3 separate regions of the Mus musculus genome follow, and regions 1 and 3 are each linked to region 2. Evidence: chromatin contacts called from public Hi-C and Micro-C data. All regions are on one chromosome and are shown on one strand. The core of a region is the stretch at or near the end of the contact, and the rest is flanking DNA. Distances in the headings are between cores, read along the strand shown. Region 1 holds the start of Usf2 (upstream transcription factor 2). Region 2 holds the start of Egln2 (egl-9 family hypoxia-inducible factor 2). Region 3 holds the start of Scn1b (sodium channel, voltage-gated, type I, beta).

The links. Hi-C and Micro-C count contacts between places; a contact is called where the count stands out from the background.
Region 1: a contact with region 2 is called in a Hi-C map of cerebellum, with 4 times the contacts expected there. The contact joins the promoter of Usf2 here to the promoter of Egln2 in region 2. A contact is called at or near these places in 2 of 484 Hi-C or Micro-C datasets (cerebellum and rod photoreceptor).
Region 3: a Micro-C map of embryonic stem cells shows a contact between it and region 2, with 5 times the contacts expected there. The contact joins the promoter of Scn1b here to the promoter of Egln2 in region 2. A contact is called at or near these places in 1 of 39 promoter capture datasets (cranial neural crest) and 1 of 484 Hi-C or Micro-C datasets (embryonic stem cells).

Annotation. Positions count from the first base shown.
Region 1 is chr7:30,955,415-30,958,114 of GRCm38.p6, reverse strand. It overlaps Usf2 (upstream transcription factor 2), which reads left to right and starts at 1,312. Exons shown (of 10, transcript NM_011680.2): 1 at 1,312-1,419; 2 at 1,687-1,733; 3 at 1,848-1,966; 4 at 2,115-2,315; 5 at 2,675-2,700. The coding sequence starts at 1,358. Lsr (lipolysis stimulated lipoprotein receptor) reads left to right here. Exons shown (of 10, transcript NM_017405.2): 9 at 1-126; 10 at 214-345. The coding sequence ends at 249.
Region 2 is chr7:27,165,517-27,168,369 of GRCm38.p6, reverse strand. Egln2 (egl-9 family hypoxia-inducible factor 2) reads left to right here and starts at 1,568. Exons shown (of 6, transcript NM_053208.4): 1 at 1,568-1,686; 2 at 2,642-2,853.
Region 3 is chr7:31,125,421-31,128,334 of GRCm38.p6, reverse strand. It overlaps Scn1b (sodium channel, voltage-gated, type I, beta), which reads left to right and starts at 1,312. Exons shown (of 6, transcript NM_011322.3): 1 at 1,312-1,669. The coding sequence starts at 1,630.

The DNA of each region.
Region 1 (2,700 bases), core at 63-2,562, 3.8 Mb before region 2:
GCTGGGGAGAGAAGACGCGTTTACAGGGAGGAAGAAGAAGAAGAAGAGGAGGGCCACTATCCCCCAGCACCTCCGCCTTACTCTGAGACTGACTCGCAGGCCTCGAGGGAGCGGAGGATGAAAAAGGTGAGCCTAGACCCTTTGACTTCAGATCTTCAGGACGCCTCTTCCTCCAGCCCGTACAATTAACACTTTTTCTTTTCTCCTTTGCAGAATTTGGCCCTGAGTCGGGAAAGTTTAGTCGTCTGATCCCACGTTTTGTTATGTAGCTTTTATACTTTTTTAATTGGAATATTGATGAAACTCTTCACCAAGCCTAATAAAATTCCTGATCACAAGATCTAAGCCTCTTGTTTTGCTGCACGAGTTGAGAGGAGGGGGACCAGCAAAAGAAGCGGCCAGACAGGCCTTTAGCCTTCTTCATAGCCAGCCGCCTAGAGTACGTGCCCCTTGCCGCCTCCGCCCTGCCCCGCCCCGACGTGCGCATGCGCCTTCGGGAGCGCGCGAGCGCGCAACCCGGCTCCCCAACCTCCGGGCTCCTATACGACCTACTTTTACAGTCTTCAAACCCTGTGCCCCGGCGATCTGAGCCCCGCATCCGTGTTGCCGGCCTTCCAGCCGGGCCTGCGTTCCAACCGGTGGTGGTCCCGTGTAGAGTCCCCGGGCCTATGTGTGTGTACGCGCCCGGCCGTCACCAAAGACAGACAGCGCGCGCGTTCCCTAGGGCCTGCCCTCTCCCGCGCGCGCGCGCGCGCCCGCCCGCCCCGGGATCGCGCCGTCGCCGCCACCGCGCGCGCGCAGCTCCAGTAAAGGAGGAAAAAAAAAAAAAAAAGGAAAAAGAGAAGGGGGGGGGGTGATAGAAAGCGGCGGCAGCTGCAGCCACAATCCGCCGCCGCCGGACCGGGCTAGGCCGGGCGGCGGGCGCGGGAGCTGGCGATCTGGGCAACAGGGCGGCCGCCATCCGGGCAGGGCCCTGTTGAAAAAAAAAAAAAAAAAAAAAGCTCAAGTCGCGGCGGCGGCGGCGGCGAGCGCTCAGGGAAGCAGGCCCCAGGCCGCGTGCGGCGGGCCGGCGGGCGGGGGGCAGCTGAGCTGTGGCCCGGAGCCTCGCACCGCCCGGAGCCGGCGGCGGGCGGAGGCGGCAGGAGGAGGCGGCAGCTGCAGGAGTAGCGGCGGCGGCGGCGGCGGCGGCGGCGGCATCTCCTCCTCACATGACCCCACTGTTTGTCCCCGTGATCAGCGCAAGCGGCTCCCGTGTCTCCTCCGTCCCCTCCTGCCGCGCGGCGTGAGCGCCGGGCTCGGGCCCCCCCGGCCGCCCGCCCCCTCCCCTCCCTCCCCTCCCCTCCCCCCCGCCCCCCCCATGGACATGCTGGACCCGGGTCTGGATCCCGCTTCCTCGGCCACCGCTGCTGCCGCCGCCAGGTAAGCGCGCCGACAGCTCGCGCCCCTCCGCGCGCCCTGGGCCCCGGCCCCTCGAGCCCCGCGCGCAGGGGCCGCCATGATCCCGAGCGGCCTCTGGGCCCGGCTCAAAATGGAGGCCGCGGGGAGGGGATCCGGGCGGCCGGGGCTCGGCAGCGGTGCTGACCCTAGCGGGGGCCGGGCCTGGAGGGCGGGCGGCGGGCCGCTGCGCCCCGGCGAGGGGTGCGGGCCTCGCTGACCCCGGGCCCTGCCCCTGGTGTGCCCCCGCAGCCACGACAAGGGACCCGAGGCCGAGGAGGGCGTTGAGCTGCAGGAAGGTGAGTGTTTGCGGGGGCCACGGGGGCTGCGGCCCGCGCCGGGGTTGCAGGCCGGGGACGCCGGGAGGCCCCGCGCGCCCGCTGAGCGTGCCCCCTGCCCTGCTGCCCCCACAGGCGGGGACGGCCCGGGGGCTGAGGAGCAGACGGCGGTGGCCATCGCCAGTGTCCAGCAGGCGGCGTTCGGCGACCACAATATCCAGTACCAGTTCCGTACAGAGAGTAATGGAGGCCAGGTGAGGCGGCCGTGGGCCGGGAGCCCGGAGGGCCAGCGCCGGGGTGAGCTGAGGAAGGGCAGACGCGTGCGGCGGGACAGGGAGAGGCTCCGACCTGTCCCCCACTCGGGCCCCAGCGTCGGTCTCGTCGCTCTGCCGCCCCCTGCAGGTGACATACCGCGTAGTCCAGGTGACTGATGGTCAGCTGGACGGCCAGGGCGACGCGGCCGGCGCCGTCAGCGTCGTGTCCACCGCTGCCTTCGCGGGGGGGCAGCAGGCTGTGACCCAGGTGGGTGTGGACGGGGCAGCCCAGCGCCCCGGCCCTGCCGCTGCCTCTGTACCCACAGGTCCCGCAGCACCCTTCCCGCTGGTAGGTGGCCCGCGACTTATGGGGAGGGGCTGGGGAGGGGGAAGGCCCAGGGGGTGGGGTGTGTGACACACACATGATGTTCTCTGGGCTGGCCGGCTGTGTAAGGTCTGGTCAGAGTTTTGCACAGGCGTTGGATAGGGTCTTTTGGAGTTACTTTTCATTGCAAAACTGGAAAACTTCTTAGAGGAAAGAGTAGAGCTAATGATGGTTGAATGGTGTCAGAGACGAGATTCTGTACAGAATGGCACACACAGTAGGCTACGCCCTTGCCTCACCGTATAGTAAACAAACACCGATACCAGTAACAAAGATGGCATAGCAGGGGTGGCTAAGGATGGCCTATGTGTACTCCTCCCTAGGCTGTAATTCAAAATCCATTCAGCAA
Region 2 (2,853 bases), core at 319-2,818:
TATGAATAGGCCTCTGCATGAGGAGCCCCTGTTTGTGGGTGGTGGGACTTGGTTTGTGGGACAAGTTGGGGTAGGTACATCCTGGCTCACGTACTCATTGAGGACAGAGTTCGTCATTGTATACATGTCCTTGCTTTTTCCTACACACAGCCCCCCTTTTTGACACAGGGCCTTGTTATAGCCTAGACTAACCTGGAATTTGAGGTCTCCCTGCCTCAGCCTCCCATGAGCTGGGATTACAATGTACCCATCCCAGGTTGTGTACATGCTTCATGGTAGTGGCAGTACACGATCCATCAAAGGTGGTGTGTGCAGCGATGACATCCCTGTGTGTGACATGTATGGGGCAGTATGACACTGTGGCATGTGAGTAGTCTCTGGCCTGGTGACTGTGTTGGTGAGGCTGCTGTTGTGTGCAACATCAAGACCGAGGACTTGGGAATCTAAGGGGGGGTCTTGAGTCTGTGCCTGGTTTGACTTAGTGTACACCACCTCATGTCTGCAAACTAGGACGGTGGCTCACTGTGTTCCTAAAAACACGTGCTCCTGAGGTTTGTGTGTGCACTGATGGAGATTTGTTTCTTTGTGTGTGTCTGTGTGCCTGCGAACACGAACATTCTTCGCCATGTGCCACTGTGGTTCTTGTGCAACCCGGACTCCTGGTCATACTTAATGTACCCTGATGTCTTTATAGCCATAGCCTTCTGGAGACAGGTGCAGCCCCCCTCAGGACAGCTTCAGCTGCTCTCACAAAATGTCAGCAAGTATCCAAGCCCACTTATTGCCCATTTGTTAGGCCCTGGAGTTGGTGGAAAGGGTCGGGCATTCAAATAACCCTATCCACACAGCCCTCCCCGGAATGGTGGTATAAATATTAAGAGTAGCTTAGTGGTAGAGCGCTTGCATCGCACATGTGAAGCTCTGGATTCAGTCTCCAGCACTACAGAAACAAAAAATCCGCTTGGGCTACAGAGGAGCTGGGTTTTGCAAATGTCTTCTTTGTGAGTCTGTCCCAGGTTGCTTTAATCTGACTCCCACAGTTGCCCTGAGGGAGCAGCGAGGAGCGGGTCATGCAAATAGTACACATTTGCTCATTTGTTCTACCCGGTTTCGCTTCTCTAAGGACGTCCCGTACTCACCGTTATTTTTTTTTAAGTGCTTATGTAAATTACTGACGTAGGAATTTACATACACTTTCCAACTAACTGCGCAGTCATTTCTCAATATACTCTTGGGCTGTGTGCAGGAGCGGCCCATGTAAATGAGACATTTGCATAGCAAATGCCAAGAACCCAGCTGACAAGTTCACTGACACTTTTGGCTCCGAGGGGTGGGCCTTTCTGTGTGAAACTGCTCTTTTGTACCCCTCTCCAAGGGGCCGTCTTGAGAACTCACAGAACGCCTTTTACTGAACCTGCGTGTCTGCTTTCGCGTGGAAGGGGAGGAGCACATAATGCAAATAAGCCTCGCGTCCCGGACCAGCTCACTTCTTGGGCAGTGCGTTCTAAGCCTCCTGTCAACGTGCGGTTCGCGCACGCGCAGTCTCCTCGGCCGGGCCGCTGTCACGTGCCCAGCGGGCGAGGCGGGGGCGGGGCGTCGCGGGCGGTGGGGGGCGGGGTATGGCGCGCTGCGAAGCGCAGGGCGGCTGGCACAAACGGCGGCGCCGAGGCCGGAGGAAAAAGCTCGGTGAGGAGGTCGCGCGAAGGGAAAGACCCGGGGAGGAGAAGGAGTCTGAGGCCCGGTGGCCGGGCGCGGGCGACGGGGCTGGAGGCGGGAGCGCGCGCGGGCGGCAGCGACCCCACGCTAGGGCGTTGGGGGTGGGGAAGGAAGCGCGCGCCCGGCGCGGTGGGGCGGACCATTGGGGGCCACGGGAGCGCGCAATAACCACCAAGGGGAGGGGCCGGGCCGAGGCGGCCCCGCCTCAGTCACCCGGGGCGTCCCGCGGCCCCTGGGTCCTGGCGGAGGGGGTTGGGAGGAAGGCAGTCGGGTCGGACTCTGCTCTCGGGCTCCCTTCCGTCAGTCCGTCCGTCTGGCAGGACCTCCCTTCCGGCTGGGTGTGTGTCGGGCCCCAGTAGGCTTCCTCCCGTAGGGCACAGGTCGACCCCACCGGCCCTCCCGCTCCCCTGCCGTCTTGTTTTTCTCCCTGTTCTCTTTGTCCCTGGACTCCCGGTTTTCCCCGCCTGCCCTGGCTCGTAATCTTCCACCCAGGCGATTAGGTTCCCGCGAATGTTGCGCGGTGGCATTGCCCGTTGGTTCCCCACAACCCTGACTTTACCCTAGATTCCACACTCCCGTTTTCTGTGTCTCCTCCCTCCTCATCTCTCTGAGTCTCTATAGAAACCTCAGGCAGGTACCTTGTATTTTCCACTTGCATCGTCGCTTTTCGTCCACAGATATCTGTCTCCCTATCACCTTCCTCTCTGGGCCGTCATGCAACGTTCTCTGCACTTTCTCTCTATTACTCTTTATGCCAGACATTCCCTCTCAAATTCCCAAGTTATATGCCCCATGTTGTCTCCCTGTGTGCGTGTGTGTTTGTTGTGGCCCAGTCTGTCATCTACTTCCTGCTGGTACCATCCCCACCCCTTCCCACCTGCTCGTCTCTTGACTTCTTTTAAGTTCTTCCTTTTCTCTTTTCCAGCCACCCCCATCAGTCCCTTCTCAAGCTCCTAGAGACAACTGTGGACTTGGGGACCAGCGAGCACCCCCAGAGCACTAGAGGAGCCCCTGCTGCCTGCCCTGCCTCACCCTGCCCCACACGAGGCCCAGCGGCCCCGGGCTGCATCAAGTGGAGGAGGAGGAGGCGGAGGAGGGTGGCACCATGGGCCCGGGCCGTGCCCTCCATGCCCGGGG
Region 3 (2,914 bases), core at 63-2,562, 4.0 Mb before region 2:
TCCTGGACCTGCCCCACACTGGGGCTTCACTGGGGCTTTATTTCATGCTGAACTGGAAGCTAGGACAGGGCCAGCCAACCCCTGCCAAGAGTCTCTCTCCCACCTTGGTCCTGGTGGCCCTTTAACGATCCTAGCAGAAGTTAAGGTGCTAGGGACCTGTTTGGGACACAGGTCAGTGCCCTCACCCAGGGGGTGAGGTACACACAACAAACAGACAAATCATATAAAAGAATACGAACGTGGTGTGGTGGTACATACTGAAGCAGGAGACCACCAGTTAGAAGTCAGCATGGTCTACATAGTGAGATCCTGTCTCCAAAGTTAAACATATAGGACTCACTCCCCCCCCCCCAAGTTGCCCTCTGACCTTCATATGTATGCCTCGGAATTGGTGTATGGTCTCACACATACAGAGTAAGTAAAATATAATAAAAACCAAAACAAACCCCCATAATGTTAGGTACTGACAGCTGTTCTGACAAAGTAAATAAGAGCCAAGATGATGTAGTCAGTGTGGAGAAAGGCAGATTACTCAAAATGGGCACAGAAAATACTGTGAAGGTGACATTGGAGCCCTGGGCTTCAGCACAATCAGCCCTTCCATCACCTGGGGATAGTAGGCGGGGTCGGGGTGGGGGGTGTCCAGGCAGAATGGAAGTAGGGCAAAAGCCCTGAAGCAGTGATGAGCTGGTGTGCTGGGGGTGGAGGAACGGTGGACGATGGAGTGGGAGGAGAGCTGAGAAGATGACGTCAGAGTAGCAGCGGGGGATCGCGGGAATGGCCCCTTTGAAATCCCGCACCTCCGACCCCCAGAGCTGTGGGATGCCAAGGTACCCTTTTGGCTTGGATAAGGTCTACAGGTTTCTATGTATACCTAGCTTGACCCTTTCACTCCGCCATGCCCTCTTAGGTCCTGAGATCTCCAGTCCGAGGGATCTCAGGTGTCATAAGTAGGTCTCTGGGATGTCTCAGCCTTATCTCCCCAAGAACTGGATAAGGTTAACCTCTATAATTAGGAAGACGGAAATTGGTCCCTCAAACTGTCCTCCAAGTCCTCTTGGGTGTCTAGAGATGACCTTTCTCAGAAGAGGAAGAGGAAAGGGTTCCGACACCCCCAGAGAGTCTGGTGAAGCCGGAATGACCTAGACCATGCAACGGGTGTGCAGAAGCCACGAAGCCACCGGAGAGGCCGGTGCCCGGGCGCCTCCCGGGCCGCTGCGGCAAAGGCTGGGCGGCCGCGCCCTCCCCCCGCGGTGATTCATCCCGCCCCCTCCCGCTCCCTCCTCCCTCCTCCGTCTCCCTCCTCCCTCCCGGGCCGCCGCTGCAGTGCGCAGGAGCCCGCGGTCCGCACCCCAGCGCCGGGAGCCCGAGCGCGAGCAACGTCCGGAGCCAGGCAGGGGTCGCCGCAGCCTGGATGCGCCCTGTGGCGCGCGCGCACGCAGCATCCCGAGCCTCCCGCCGCGCGGCGGGGATGCCTGCTCTCCGAGCCCCGGGGCTGGGCCCCCGGCGGTAACCGGAGCGGGGGGGCGCGCCCCCCCAGCAGCAGCTGCCGCGCCCGCGCCCGGGCCAGTCGCCGCCGGGGCCCATCGCCTGTCGCCGCGCTCTGCGCACCCACCGCCTTGCGCGGCCATGGGGACGCTGCTGGCTCTCGTGGTGGGCGCGGCGCTGGGTGAGTGTTGCTGGGGGACACGCGCCGTCGGCGCTCGGGACGCCCCCCGCCCAAGTGGCCGGAGCCGCGCCAAGTCCCGGCCTGGGAAGTTGTGCGGGGTGCGAGGTCGTTGGGGTCGCGGGACCCTGGACGGCACAGAAGGATCGTGGAGATGCAAGGGTTTCTCGGGGGGGTGTGGAGGGACACTTGGTACAGAGGTGCCGCCGCGGGCGCCGGGCCGGGGGCGAGGAGACGCGGAGTCAGCTGCTTGCAGAGCCCCGCAGGCTGCAATGTGACACCCACAGCCGCGTGAGGGGTGGGGGAAGGCAGCGCCTGGGACTGGGGCCCGAAACGAACCGGGAGGCATGGATACCGAGTGAGGACTCCGGGCATGCCCTGGACGTGGAGGTAAACTGAGAGACAGACTGGGGCAGACAGGGACATTGGAGGGAGAGAGTTAGGAACCGGAGCCAGGAACAGAGAAACTTGAGAGCAGCAGAAAGATCTGGAGAGACCAGGAAGGGATGGAGATAGAGAGGCAGTCCCAGGAACAGAATGCCTGCCAGATGGAGTTTAAAACAACAACAGTAATAGTAATGGCGAGACATACAGTGGTGGGAAAACGACGGAATACAGCCCTGCTGGGATCTTCAGAGACCTTTAGGAGGAATAAACATGGGGGAGACTGGAGCAAACGGGAAGGTGAACCAGAAGCCTTGAAGACTAAGAGATCAGGAGGTTGGGGGTTGGGGAGACAAGGAAAAGACCCAGAGCTAAAGTTGGTGACATGACTTATACAGTTAGTGTGTGGTGGGACACAAGAGGTGGCAGGTAAGTGGGTGAAAGAGGGACCAGAGGCCTCTAACCCAGTGGTGAAGCAAAGAACTTTTAACTTGGGGTGAAGGTCTTGAAGCGAGGAAGTGAGTCTGCGGAAGAGGGGACAGGGCAAGATGGTGAAGATCGGGAGGGGATGGATTCCAACACAGAAGCTAGGGGAAGAAAGAAACAGAGCTAGAGTGAACCCCCTCACCCAACCTTCCTATCTCTCAACCCACGACTGGCTCTGCAGACCTCTTTCATGGTGGGAGTGACATTTAATGCTAGAGCCACCACTTAGAAGGCTGTTGGCTTTTTGAGGACCTGGGCACTTCAGTGGAGTTACTCACCACAGTGACATCCTCTTTCCCAGGGCCTCCAGTGTGTGTATTCTACTTAGCAACTACTGGGAATAAAGATGACAGATTCTTCCACCTAACAGGCTAGGGG